Regions from separate parts of the Ovis aries genome. Here regions 2 and 3 are each linked to region 1. The links are chromatin contacts, called in public Hi-C maps. All regions are on one chromosome and are shown on one strand. Each heading gives the region's core, a stretch centred on a gene start, on an enhancer-like site or on the middle of the called end of the contact. The rest is flanking DNA. Distances are from core to core; before and after follow the strand shown. Region 1 has its middle 110 kb from the start of TRNAC-ACA. Region 2 overlaps TCF4 (transcription factor 4). Region 3 has its middle 170 kb from the start of TCF4.

Region 1 (4,199 bases), core at 723-3,222:
TGGAAATCACTGGTAGTGTGACTGTGACCTCCACACACACCAGAGCTAGACGGATATGAGAACACTTGTTCCTGGCCTTTCAGATTAATTCTGTTTACGCAAGCCCTCACCTCCATTGACAGGCCCAGAGGGGAAGCACACACAGGCCAGCATCTCTGGCCTCGACCCGTTCACTCCCCGACGTGCCCATTGCAGCCTCTCTCTCTTCCCTTCATCCTCACTGGCTCCCTGACTCTCTTCTCTGACTCTCAGTCCCTCCTGGATTTGGTTGCCCATTTGGGAAGGTTGGAAGTGTTAATCATTCAGTCATGTCCAACTCTTTGCAACCCCATGGACCATAGCCCACCAGGCTCCTCTGTCCATGGAATATTCTTATACTGGAGGTGGTAGCCATTCCCTTCTCAAGGGGGTCTTCCTGACTTAAGGATCAAACCCAGGTCTCCTGCATTGTGGGCAGATTCTTTACTATCTGAGCCACCAGGGAAGCGTTATTTTGTTACTATGGGAAGTTCACCGCTGTGGGGATTCTGTTTCGCACATCTGGATCCACACTGCCTGGGGCAGGTGAGAAGCCCTCCTGGACCACATCTGGGTACCTGGGGACTCCCCCGTGCCCTGTCCTAGAGAATGCAAAGCAGTCGCTCCTTCTTTCAGTCACTTGCAAAGGTACTTTCACCACTGAAAAGAGCAACTGAGTCCACTTGGGCATCTCAGTCCTAGTAGCTGATTTGCCTTCATAAATTATTTCTCTTGGGTGAATTTGCCACTTAAAGGCAAAAAAACAACATGAGTAAACCTTCTTCTTATAAATCTCTACAATGACCATTTTTGGCAGAAATGACAGATTGGTGGGGAAAATTTTTTCAGTTGAGAAAGAGTGTGTAGAGGATGCTTATAGTCAATATTAACATGTGTATGAGTCTCTGGGAATCACGTTACAAGTGGAGATTCTTGGGAAGCTGCTGTATTGTACAGGGAGCTCCGCTCACTGCTCTGTGATGACCGAGGTGGGTGGGAGATGGGAGGGAGGTCCAAGGGGGAGCAGATATATGCACTCATGTAGCTGATTCATGTTGGTGTACAGCAGAAACTAACACAGCATTGTTAAGCAATTATACTCCAAATTAAAAAAAATTTTTTTTAAACAAGGGAAAAATAAAAATAAAAAATAAGAAAAGTAGAGATTCTGATTCAGAGGGTCTGAAGTAGCAAGTGACATGCAACATTTCTAACCAACTCCCAGGCGACGGCACTGAGACCGCACTTTGAGGGGCCAGGCCTTAAATCACTCGTGACACCCGGGCAAAGTTCTCTCTCTGCACCCGTGATGTCTTCTCCTAATTCAGGCAGTGAAATTCCTACCCGAAATGTTGAATGAGCCTATTAGGCTGGCTATTTGAAAAAGGAAGAGACGTTTCTTATAACTGAAAAGGAAATCATTCCAAACTGGAGTTCAGTTACATAAACAAAGTTTTGTGAATGATGTTCTTGTTTGCTTACAACTGGTATTAATACTGTTTTAAAATGCTGCAGAGATGGCATGGGAATTTGCTGCGTGTATGTGATGTGGGGGTTAGATATCATTATGACCGAAAGTACACTGTGCGGAAACCATGCCTTTAATCAGAGAAGCTTAACCATAAGCTACATCTCGAAGGTGGAAGGCGGTTATGAGAACTGACAAAAGTTAAAAAAAAAAATACTCATTTGCAGAATCAGAGTGGGGGCCTCCACTCCCTCACCTTCCCTTCCTTTTTTCTGTCTGGCTGCGTGGTCACGGTGGTGTTTGCCATCTCCCCAGAGAGCCCAGCTGGCTGCCCAGCCTCCATCAAACGGCCCCACTGGGTCCTCTTTTAGGGCAGCAGTGGGAAGGAAGTGCAAGGAGTTTGGTTTTATTTTGTTTCCCTTTGAGTCTGTTGCCCAGGGCGTCCTCTGGGTGATGCTAGAAGATAAGTTCTTGTTATGATCAGAGCTCTGTGACTGTCCCCTGCTGTCCCCGGCCCAGGAACCCAGGTGCAGGCCCAGGGCACCAAGCTAGGCCCGATGAAGGATGCTGAAGGTGAAGAGAGCTGGTTCCCACCACTGTGGGCTTTAGAAAGGAGTTGGGAAGGGAAAAGCCACAGCTTTGAGATCACTGACCACGTCCAGCAGGAAATCGTGAGTTCCAAGTGAGTGATACACACGATGAGGATGTGGGCTGAGAAGGACACGGGAAACTTGAATGAGGTCATCAGAAAAGCTCCATCAAGAAGGTAGCAACTGATGTTATCTTGGAAGGGAAGGGAGAATTAAGTAGTGCCTGAGAGGTCTGAGATAGTACAGCCTCTGAGAACAACCTCTTCCCAAATCCTGTCTGGGAATGGCTTGGGGAGGAGAAGAAAGCGACGTGTTGGTTTATTTTGCTGCTAGAGGATGCCAATGGCCCTAGCTGAGGCCACACTGAATACCATCAGCCAAAAGCAGGCTTGGAATGCACAGCACACCTTGCCAGAAGGATTCTGTTGCTCGCTCAACACGACTCAGAATCAGGTGCAAAAAGGAATACAGTTAAGCTCTCTAGCTTTACTTTCTTAAAAGCATGCTTTCTGGGGAGACGCTCTAATCGGGCAGCCCAAAATATTCTCTGTACTTCAGGAACCCCCTTAGCATCTGATTTTCAGCTTGACATTTGTATTTTAAACCCCAAGCATTCAATTTTTGAGCCATTGGTAGATACAGAATAATAATGGCAGGGCTGGAAAAACTCCATGATGATCTTAAAAATAAAAGAAGGCTAGAGCTATTTTTTAATTTTATTTTAAACTTTAGGCTTCACATTTCAAAGTTTTATCAAACTGCTTCCCCCTCCCATAATTTGAACCATTGTTTTCCAAGGGAAATTTAATAATAAGAGCCACCATGTGCTTCTGCTTAATTTTGGAAGCTTGTGTTATGCAGTCAAAGATTCTCATTTGAAAATAATTCCTGTCCTTATTCTAAAACTGCCAGGGGAATAAAATTTGAAAAACATGTTGCAGCTCTCAAGTTTATGTTTTGCCTACAGCCAAGCAGCGCTGGAAGATCAAAGTTTGGAGAGAAGATCTGAAGTTAGAACCACTGCCTTTGCAAGGCTCTCACAAACCGAGAGCTGGAGCCCAGCAGCTGCCTGGCCGGGTCCTTGGCAATCAGCTCTGGGGCGGATGGAGGCCCCTGCGCTTCCTCCAGGCAGGGCCGGGCCTCAGGGCCCCTGCGGCCTAGAATCAAACCTCCAGAGAGATGGGCTGGCGGTATTTTTAGTCTGCGGGTGCAGCCCGGTGTAGGCTTCTTGCATTCCACAGTTTGCTTATGGGAGGTGCGGGCAGGAGCCCTGCCTATGCTTGTCGTGCGCTGGGTCTGCCCTGAGTGGGGGCCGTTTGTCAACCTGACAAATCCATCTAATCAAGTTTCAAGATGGGCAAACTGGGGCATGTTTGCTCTTCTCAAGCTGCCTCTTGTTCTCTCTCTCAAAATGAATATAGGTATATGTTTGTGTATATGTTTATGTGAGCATGTGTGTGCATGTATGACTATATATAGTATATATTTTATACGGCGGCAGTGGTGATGGATTAGTCGCTAAGTCATGTCTGACCCTTGAGACCCCATGGACTGTAGCCCGCCAGGCTCCTTTGTCCATGGGATTCTCCAGGCAAGAATATTGAATTGGGTTGGCATTTCCTTCTCCAGAGGGTCTTCCCCACCCAGGAATCAAACCCATGTCTCATGCATTGAAGATATATATATATATATATATATATATATATATATATATATTTCCTTCAATGCACACACGTGTGTGTGTTTACATATGTATGTTTCTTAAGCCCTAAAGCCCCATTCCTCTCTCCCTTATCAAATCTCTAACTTGGCTTTTCTAAGTCTCTGTAGAATTGCCTGTAGAATGTGATTTCTTAAAGCACCAGAACAGCATTGAGGCAAACAGGAGAACTTCCAAGACCATATCCATACCTCCCCCTTCACCTCCTCTGGGAATTTCTATTTGCTGGTGGCAAGCCTGGCTCAAGGGTTCAATTGTACATTCAAAACGTTATGAGTCAGAAATCGTAGGCATCTAAGTAGGTGTGTGAATCAGACTTAAAGGTGGCTCCTTAATGACAAAATTACCAGCCTTGCACCACTGAAAATGAACTCGGCCTGCAAACACCCCTTGGGACAGGCAG
Region 2 (4,199 bases), core at 1,194-3,693, 880 kb after region 1:
GGGCCGTGTCCTTTCACAGGACTGCCAGGATATGACATTTCTCACAGTGTCACTCCTCATTATTTATTATTTATACCCCATCTACTTCCAAAAGGGTTTTTTAGCTAGCCTACCAATAAAAGATGCCTATGAAGGTGATTTTTTTTTTCTTGATGAGCCTATAAGAATGGGCATGCCCTCTTTTGGAACAGCCGGGCCGTGCGGTGGGTTGCGTCCGTCTGAGAACTCTTCTGCCTAGTCTGGAGGTTGAAAAGGAAACAGATCTTCAAGAATAAAGTAGAGAAGAACATGAGACATTTCCCACCTTCCTGCAGAGTGGTGGTTTAAAACAGCAGGGACACCAGGCAGAGCCATTCAGCTAGCAAGCAAAGCTGAGCCTTAGCACCTGATCATTATCCTTCAGGTTGGAGATTTACCTGTTGTGCTCATTGTAACAAAAGAAATGAAATCTCTGTAATTATATTGGAAGGGGGAGGAGATCATGTTTTAGTTCCTTTGATCTCCAGCTAGAATAGACTCGGCTTTGGGAAATTTAATTTGAAAGAATCCAACGTACACATCTGCTTTTTGTACTGCAATTTCTATTGAGCTTGGAAATAGAAATTTATTAATGCAAATGTGTAGAGTCTGTTCCTTGAGGAAAAAAAATACACATTCAGAATACAAGGTGATCCTTTCTACAGAGCTGTGGAAGATTTTAATAAAGACGTTCTCTGTGTTTCTTGTAGAGTTCAGGGGTTAAGTTCTTTGTTAACAAGGACTAAGCATTGGAATTACAGGATGAATTGGGGAACAGAAAGATTCACGATTACTTCAATATTTAAAAGTTTCCAAAGGACAAATGAGATGGTTAAGAGATGAGAAGTAGACTGAATCCTAAAAAACAAACAAACAAAAAAACCAAAGCAAGTGCATCACCAAACCATTTTGAGAACATGTTTGAATTGATGGTAGGGCCCATGCTAAGAGACAAAGCTTTCATTTCAACGAATCCAGTCTGCCTAGTGTTCTGGAAAATTGCCTTTGCCTGTAAACAGAATGGCATGCAGATTTTAGGTAGGACACTTTCTTACCCAACTTAGCCCTTACTCTCTATTTTATTTTTGTACTGTTACATGAAGCAGCACATAAATGACACTTGGCTTAATCCTTAGAGTGGCTGGATTGCATCGTCTATTTTGATTAACTTTTTCTTGTTCTCAGTGTAAATTTTCCATAAAGCCTAAAATGTCATAAGCATTTTGGGACATAAATCCCTTAAGCTGTTTTGCAGTCATATTGTTGTCCTTTGTAGGGTTTGAGTACTTCCCTAAACTCCTTCTCATCTCCAAATGGGCAAAATAAATTATAAACTGTTGAGAACATTCAATCACTGGATGAGCAGTCATCTCAGAAAACTGAGCAAAGTGTCCTTTTTCAGTTCTTTGAGTAAATGGAGTTGATTCCTTATAATATTTGTGCTCTATCAACATATCTCAAAAACTTGGGTGTAAATTATCTAGGTTTAAGAAGGAGTTCATGATTAAAGACTGTCTTGAATTAATAAGACCAGTCTTTCTTTTTCTGGGGTGATGTAGTGAGATTTTTTTTCAAAGGTGGGCCTCAATCCATTCTCTTGGTTATTTGTTATCTTCTTCCCCATGGAGTTTGTGTGTGTGTGTGTGTGTGTGTGTGTGTGTGTGTGTGTGTGTGTGTGTGTGTGTGTGAAGGAATGGAAAGCTGAAAGCCACATAAAGTTAGGCAAGGAATTAAGAATTCTGAGTTTAAAACAGGGAGCATATCCTCAACTTGTCATATCTGAGTTGGTTTTTCAGTTGTGTTGCCAGGATAGCCCATGATCCTTGCAAATGTACAGTTTAATTTGGGTTCAGTGATTCCTGGGTGAGTCTGTGACATAGGACTCCCAAGGTCACGACAATGATTTAAGACACAGCATGTTAGGACACAGTTGGCTCCCTGGAAGCTTCTCAGTAACAAGGATTTTACCTGAACCCATTTTGGGGGAGGGTACCATGGAAAGTACGGCTAACCACTTCCAATGAATTAATTTCTAACATTTCCATTGAGTGGTGACTCTGAGCAGCTACCCACATCTTCCTTCCTCAGAGGCAAGAAACTCCCAAACAGAATTTCTGCGTCTAATGGCAGACAGTTGGGGTGCCGCAACCAAGCAGTCACCCTTAAAAATTAATGAGCTTAATGATGGTTTGAAGAAGTGATGGTGATGGTGGTCGGGGAGGGAGGGGCCGCAGGGATGGCAGAAGGAGGCAGGCTGGACTCGTCACAAGTGACAATATCGGGAGCCCCTGCCCTTCCTCCTCCTCCCCATCCCCCATCACACCCCCAGCGCCCCCCCAGTCGCCAGCCCTTCCATCCTCCTCTCTTCACAGGAGCCGGAGCAGATAGACAGGGCGATTATGAAGACGTCAGTTGGAGCGGAGGCAGGCGAGAGGGGCGCAGCGCTCCAGATGAGGTCCGGGGGGAGCTGAGGAGGGTCACTCATGGACGACCGTGTGTGTGTGTCTGACAGACTGTGAAATGGTGCGTTGTTGCACGGCTGCGCTGCACCTGGGCCCTTCATCTGTGATTGATTGGTTTGGTCATGTGTAATGGTCCCATCTGCTCTGTGTTGTTTTTCTTTTTTTACTTATAAACACCGTTCCCAGCGGCTGAGAGAGGATGAGCTATGTTTTGTCATCTCCACTTACACTTTAGCTCAAAAAAGTGGTCAAGTAGGTAAGCGCTAAAGTCTGTCCAAGTATCGGAGCAGCAAGTCCGGATTTCCCCGTTTGCTTGGGGAGGGGTGTGTGTGTGTGTGTGTGCGGTGTGTGTGTGTGTGTCTGTTGCATGCATGCGCATGTGTGTGCGCCCTCCTGCGCACGCGTGTGTGCCTGGAGTTTGCATACTGCCTGTTAATATCTGAATAGTTCATGAACCACGAAAGACCAAAAAATCGCAGAAATGATTTGCACAAGTCTGTGACTCTTACTGCAACGAGTTTTTTTTTTTTCCCGTTTCCTTTTTTTTTTTTTTTTTCCTGTAACGGAGCCAATACTTAATTAAAACCGCTGACATCATGGTGTTATAATTAAGCGTGGCATTAATTAAGCTGGAATAACGATTTTTTTTTATTAAGAGCTGCCTCTATTGTATAAGACTGTTACCGCTAAAACCAAAAAAAATTTAAAGCAAAAATGAATTCTCTCTAAATGAGCCCTTTTCAACTTCCCCAAAGTCCGGCCTTAGGACTGTCGTCATCAGAGCTGTGTGTGCATGTGTGTGTCTCCGTGTGTGTCTGTGTGTTGGGTGGTGTTGGGGTGGGGGTAGAGTGGAAGTGAAATTTGTTTTTTTTCACCCAAAAATGCTGATCGGCTCCTGGCATTCTGATGGCTAATTATGCATCGGAGAGCTTCGACAGCTGCATTCATCATCATAAAATGTAATAATTAATGACATTCCAACAAAGAAAAATATGCAAATGAGGACTCATTAGCATTTTCATATTCAGCTTTGATAATGCTTTTGCTGACAAGGTTGTAATTAATGAAAATTCATGTCGCAGTCAGGAGATTGGATCGGTTTCATTCCGCTCACAATTCCCAAATGCTTGCATTATGGAAAATCGGCAGCTCTGCCAACTTTTCAGGGAAGAAAAAAACACACACACACACTAAAAGCACCAGATGCAAATTAATGGTAGGGAGTCTTTAACTCTTTAAAGCACCCCCTAAATTTCCATCATAGGAAGCGTAGGATGAGTTTTAGCCTAAGAACTGGATTCTTTTTTTTTTTTTTTTGATAACAGCCATGAAAGTACTTCTTTTGGGACCCAAGTATGAGAATTTCTGGCAAACTTTTTTTTTTTAATATTAAAGATAAAATCCCCTCTACCTTTCCCTTCTTTTCTCTTTCAAGACTATTTAAATTTACATAGTAAAACATGTTAGGACAGCCAAGCCCCAGCATGCTGTGTTCTGTCCTCTGGCTGGCAAATTTACGCCATGACAGTTTATTCATCCTCTTGGTTTCTGGAGACACCTCGTCACGTATTTGTGCTTCGATCTTCTGGTGCCTCCTTCCGTGTAAGCTACCCATAAGGTAGAAAGAAAAGCAAGTATTCTATTTCTCTTTTCAGGGTAAGTTGTTTCTTGTTTGTTTGTTTTTTTTTTTTCCTTTTTTGGATGATGTGTTTCCCCCCA
Region 3 (4,199 bases), core at 1,237-3,736, 540 kb after region 1:
ATTAAAACTCTGTGTGAAAAAGGAGATGTTTTCCACAGCTTTTCTGTGTATGCACGACATCATCGATATTCAAGAGTGTAAATATTGACTAGTTATTGCTGGTAGCCAGAAGGAGCAAAATCCCCCTTGAAATAATAATGTGGAGTGTGTGTATATAACATATACATATGTATGCACACACATATGCATAGAGATGTTAAATATATAGTCATATAGGGAGAGAAAATATAGATTTCACTTTATATGACAGTTGAATAGCTATACTTTAAACAACCCATGTTCACTGCCAGTACGGTTCTCGTGTGAGTGTGTGTGTGTGTGTGTGTGTGTGTGCTATGCAAAGAAGACGCAAAAATATTTCTGAAATGTTGTATCTGTGATTTTTTTTCCTTAACAAGAAAATAAGAGATATTAGAAAGTGCACCTTTTACCTTAAAAAAACATTTCTCCATTGTTTAAATTGGGACCCAGAACTATGTGATTTTAGAGCTTGCAACGACAGAATTAATAATCTTGTCTAGTTTTCCTAATATTTTAAGCCCACCTTAAATCCTTTTGGGGTGGAGGCAAAGCATAACTAATACATAAATTAAAATCCTGGAAATGGCTCCTTAATTTGACAATTTTTCATGTAAGAGACATGGGATTTAAGAATTTTTTGAGATTAAAAAAAATCCCTCAGGATTATTATTTCAATTTACTCATTGAACAGAGCACTCCTTAAATAAATCGGTGCACTTGGATAGTGTGATGATACAGAAGAAACATAAGCCATTACTCCCCCAGGAAGCTTCTGGTTCAGGGCCAGGGGTAACATACACACGGAGGTCTTGGAGATCAGGGAAGGGGCTACCCATAAAAAGAGCTCATTTCGGGGTACAAACAAAAAGTGCAGAAAGAGTTAGGAGAGCAATCTGTGTAGGTGAGAATTATCAGGAAAGAGGTGCACCTCACTATGAAGTAGACAGTGGGAATTTCTCTGGAGGTCCAGTGGCTAAGACTCCGTGCTCCCAACTCAGAGGGCCCCAGTTCAATCCCTGCCTGGGAAACTAGATCCCACAAGCCAAAACTAAGTGTTCACATACAGCATTTAACGATATTACGTCCTGCAACTGAGACCAGCACAGCCAAACAAATAAATACATACTTTTTAAAAACGTAGGCACTGGATGGCTTGGAGGAGGGGAGGAGGAAAGCAGCCAGACTAGAGGAAGAGCCCAGCAAAGAAGTAAAGGGCAGTGAGCCTGGTGTGTAGAGGAGAATGCATTTAAAATCATAAAGAATTGATAGATCAGTGAAAGCTTGCCGCAGTCTTCTGGGTGGGCTTCAGGGCTCTGTGATTAAGCTCAGAGTAAAGGAGAGACTCAGGAGAGCTGGGGTCTTTGGGTCCATTTTCAGCTTGACAAGACCCTCACGCAGCCAGAATCACACACAGAAAACTAAATGCACCCAAAGCTCGGCCTTGACTTATGAGGTCAATGAATCTTAATAATCTATTTTCATGAACACTGAACTTTGTCCCATAGCTAATCTAACCAGTTCTCAGTAGGGATTATATTTCCACATCTTTTATATTCCCCATAAGTAGAAGTGTTAGTCGCTCAGTTATGTTTGATTCTTTGGGACCCCATGGACTACACAGCCCGCCAGGCTCCTGTGTCCGTGGAATTCTCCAGGCAAGAATACCAAAGTAGGCAGTCATTCCCTTCTCCAGGGGATCTTCCCAACCCAGGTCTCCCGCATGGCAGGAGAATTCTTTACCATCTGAGCCACCAGGGAAGCCCTACACTCCCCATAGTGTGGACCAAATGCAGGACTAACTAAATACACGTTGACAAATTGTTGAAGGCCGCTGTGATGAATTTATCCAGTAGACTGCACGGGATTGCCTCCACCGCCTTTACTGGAACCAGGGCCCTCAGAGGTCCCTGACTGCAGGTGCTTAAAAAGTACTTAAACATACAGGACATTACTGGGATCGGAGACGTGGTCTAGAATTGAAGGACTTATTGATCAAGATGGTTTGCACCAGAGCCCCATGATATCTTTGTGATATCTTCTTGCACACACACACAAAAATTAGCGTGTGAAAATTATTCATCCAGAAAGAGAACAAGCCTGGACAAAAAAGTAATCCAATTTGATTCCAAGAGCAATCCCATCCACAGGGCAGCTGCCAAATTCCCACTTCAAGTTGTGCTTTGTCAACCTGTTCTCTGACATGGCATGGATTCCTCTTCCAACTCTTGACAGAAATGACATTATCTAACAAAGGCAGGTCTACACGGACAGTGTGACATAAAGGATCCGAGAGAATCCAAGCCTGGAGACCTTGATCTGAAATGTTCCGCAGGTGAGCGGGGAAGCGGGGCCACTTGAAATAACCCAGATCATTGACTTTTCCTTCCGCTTGTGTAGACGGGTGCTCCTGACAATTCTTTTCAATTCGCCTGAATACAGACGAGCACCAGGGGGAGCTCACACATCTTCCTTCTTTTCCTCCCCCTCTCACAGAAGGTCGCCCTGGCGTCCTAGGGAAAGGGTGGGTCGGAACAACATACACGAAATAATCCAGTCACGCACACACACAGGTGATTTATCCTGTAAAAAATAGTCTAGATTCTTTCGGAGGGCTCTGCAGTACATGCCTCATATTGGCTCACCTAAAGTCAGCGTTCAGTCGTCTCAGCTGCCTTTGAGAGGTAGCCTCTTAAAAACTCTCCAATCAGAAAAACATCCCTAAACTGCTCCTATGTCTCCCTTAAAAGAGAAAGAAAGAGGCAAAGAAGGTGGGGGAGGCCTAGAGAAAGAGAGAGATTCTCTTCCTTGCAATCTGAAATGACTTTTTTTTTTTTTTTAAGAACACTTCAATTTTAATCACAGTGGAGGGTAATGGAAGGGATTTGGGCCTTTGGTTTTCCACTTTGATCAAAGGGATTGATTTTTTTTTTTTTTTTTTTTTTTTTTTGTATTTTAAAGATGAGAACTAGTTGCCTTTCTCTCCCCCCTCTCTCTCTTTCTCAGTCTCCCTCCCTCCAGGACTGAAAACGTGAAAGGAAGAACAACTCAAAATACGCAATTAACTATTCTATTATCAGTTTGAGCAGAGAAAACCCATGGCACAAAGGATCTTACAGGACTAACCTGTAGTCCTTGCCGGACAGACCCGTCATCTCAGGTCTGACACCCTGATTCTGTGTTCCTGACACTGAGTGTGGAGAGCCCTAGTTGCCCCAGCTGGTGAGAGGGAGAGAGAAAGACGCCCTGCTTCTTTACTCACCGCTTAAAAGAAAATGATATATTTCTAATCCTACGTTTCAAATCTACAGATCACAAAATCATTAGCGATCCCTGCAAGATCCTTCACGAGGTCATCTCACCAACCCTCTACTGGAAGGCAGGTGAGATAAAAATGGTTTACATTTTACTTTATAGATGAAGTATAGTTGAGATTCAGAGAGGAAAATGAAGAGCGGTGGAATGATTTTTGTCAGTAAATTAAAAACCCACTCAGCACCCCCCTGTAAAACTGTAAGTAACATGTTTTTGTTTTTTTAACATGCCAGGTCCAAACTTTGTACTATCCACAACCTTAAAGAGGAAAGAAAAGAAGGAATCACGGGAATGCAGAAAAGTTACAAACGGAGGCAGCTAACACCTGGGGGAAACGCTGCGGTTGATCAAAGATCCTATCAAATTGGAGAGTCTCGCGGGTGGGAGGCGGCGGAACCGCGCGGAAAGCGCGGGACCAGCGGAGGAGCCGGCGCCTGCTGGGTGCCCCCCGAGTTGCGCCGCAGCGCGATCGGCGGACAAGGCCGGGCCAGGCAGCCGCATGAAGCGCCCGGGCGGAGGAACCGCGGGGCGAGGCCGGCGGCGGGAACCGGGCGGGGCGGCCGGCGGCCGCGAGGAGCACGCTCCGAGCTCGACTTACGCTAAGACCGCGTGGCGCTCGGCCGGCGCCCCGGGAGCGCGCGGGGCGCACGGGAGGGACGCACCCGCCGCGGCTCGCAGGGCTGCGGGCACCGTCGGCCCGGCGGGGTCAGGGGCGCCCGCCCCCGCGCCCACCGCGAGCCCCACGGCCGGCGGAACCCGCCGGCCCCCGCCGCCGAGCCGGTGCAGACCGCGCGGGGAGATGGCGCAGACGCAGCCCGCGGAGGGAGGCTCGGGCCGCGAGGTGCCAATCCGAGGCTCTCCGTCGG

The links. A called contact is a pair of places that touch in the nucleus more often than the background predicts.
Region 2: a Hi-C map of hypothalamus shows a contact between it and region 1, with 3 times the contacts expected there. The contact joins two enhancer-like sites. A contact is called at or near these places in 3 of 16 Hi-C or Micro-C datasets (hypothalamus, omental adipose tissue and tail adipose tissue).
Region 3: a Hi-C map of hypothalamus shows a contact between it and region 1, with 3 times the contacts expected there. The contact joins two enhancer-like sites. A contact is called at or near these places in 2 of 16 Hi-C or Micro-C datasets (hypothalamus and tail adipose tissue).

Annotation. Positions count from the first base shown.
Region 1 is chr23:56,038,199-56,042,397 of ARS-UI_Ramb_v3.0, reverse strand. No RefSeq gene overlaps it. Among named protein-coding and RNA genes, the nearest start is that of TRNAC-ACA, 110 kb to the right of the region's middle. Within about 2 kb of position 1,972, at least 11 of the 54 cell types and tissues checked have an H3K27ac peak or open chromatin away from gene starts, as enhancers often do. A contact at or near this core is called in hypothalamus, where this site is marked.
Region 2 is chr23:55,155,200-55,159,398 of ARS-UI_Ramb_v3.0, reverse strand. The region is part of intron 4 of TCF4 (transcription factor 4); the gene reads left to right. Among named protein-coding and RNA genes, the nearest start is that of TCF4, 170 kb to the left of the region's middle. Within about 2 kb of position 2,443, at least 12 of the 54 cell types and tissues checked have an H3K27ac peak or open chromatin away from gene starts, as enhancers often do. A contact at or near this core is called in hypothalamus, where this site is marked.
Region 3 is chr23:55,497,413-55,501,611 of ARS-UI_Ramb_v3.0, reverse strand. No RefSeq gene overlaps it. Among named protein-coding and RNA genes, the nearest start is that of TCF4, 170 kb to the right of the region's middle. Within about 2 kb of position 2,486, at least 6 of the 54 cell types and tissues checked have an H3K27ac peak or open chromatin away from gene starts, as enhancers often do. A contact at or near this core is called in hypothalamus, where this site is marked.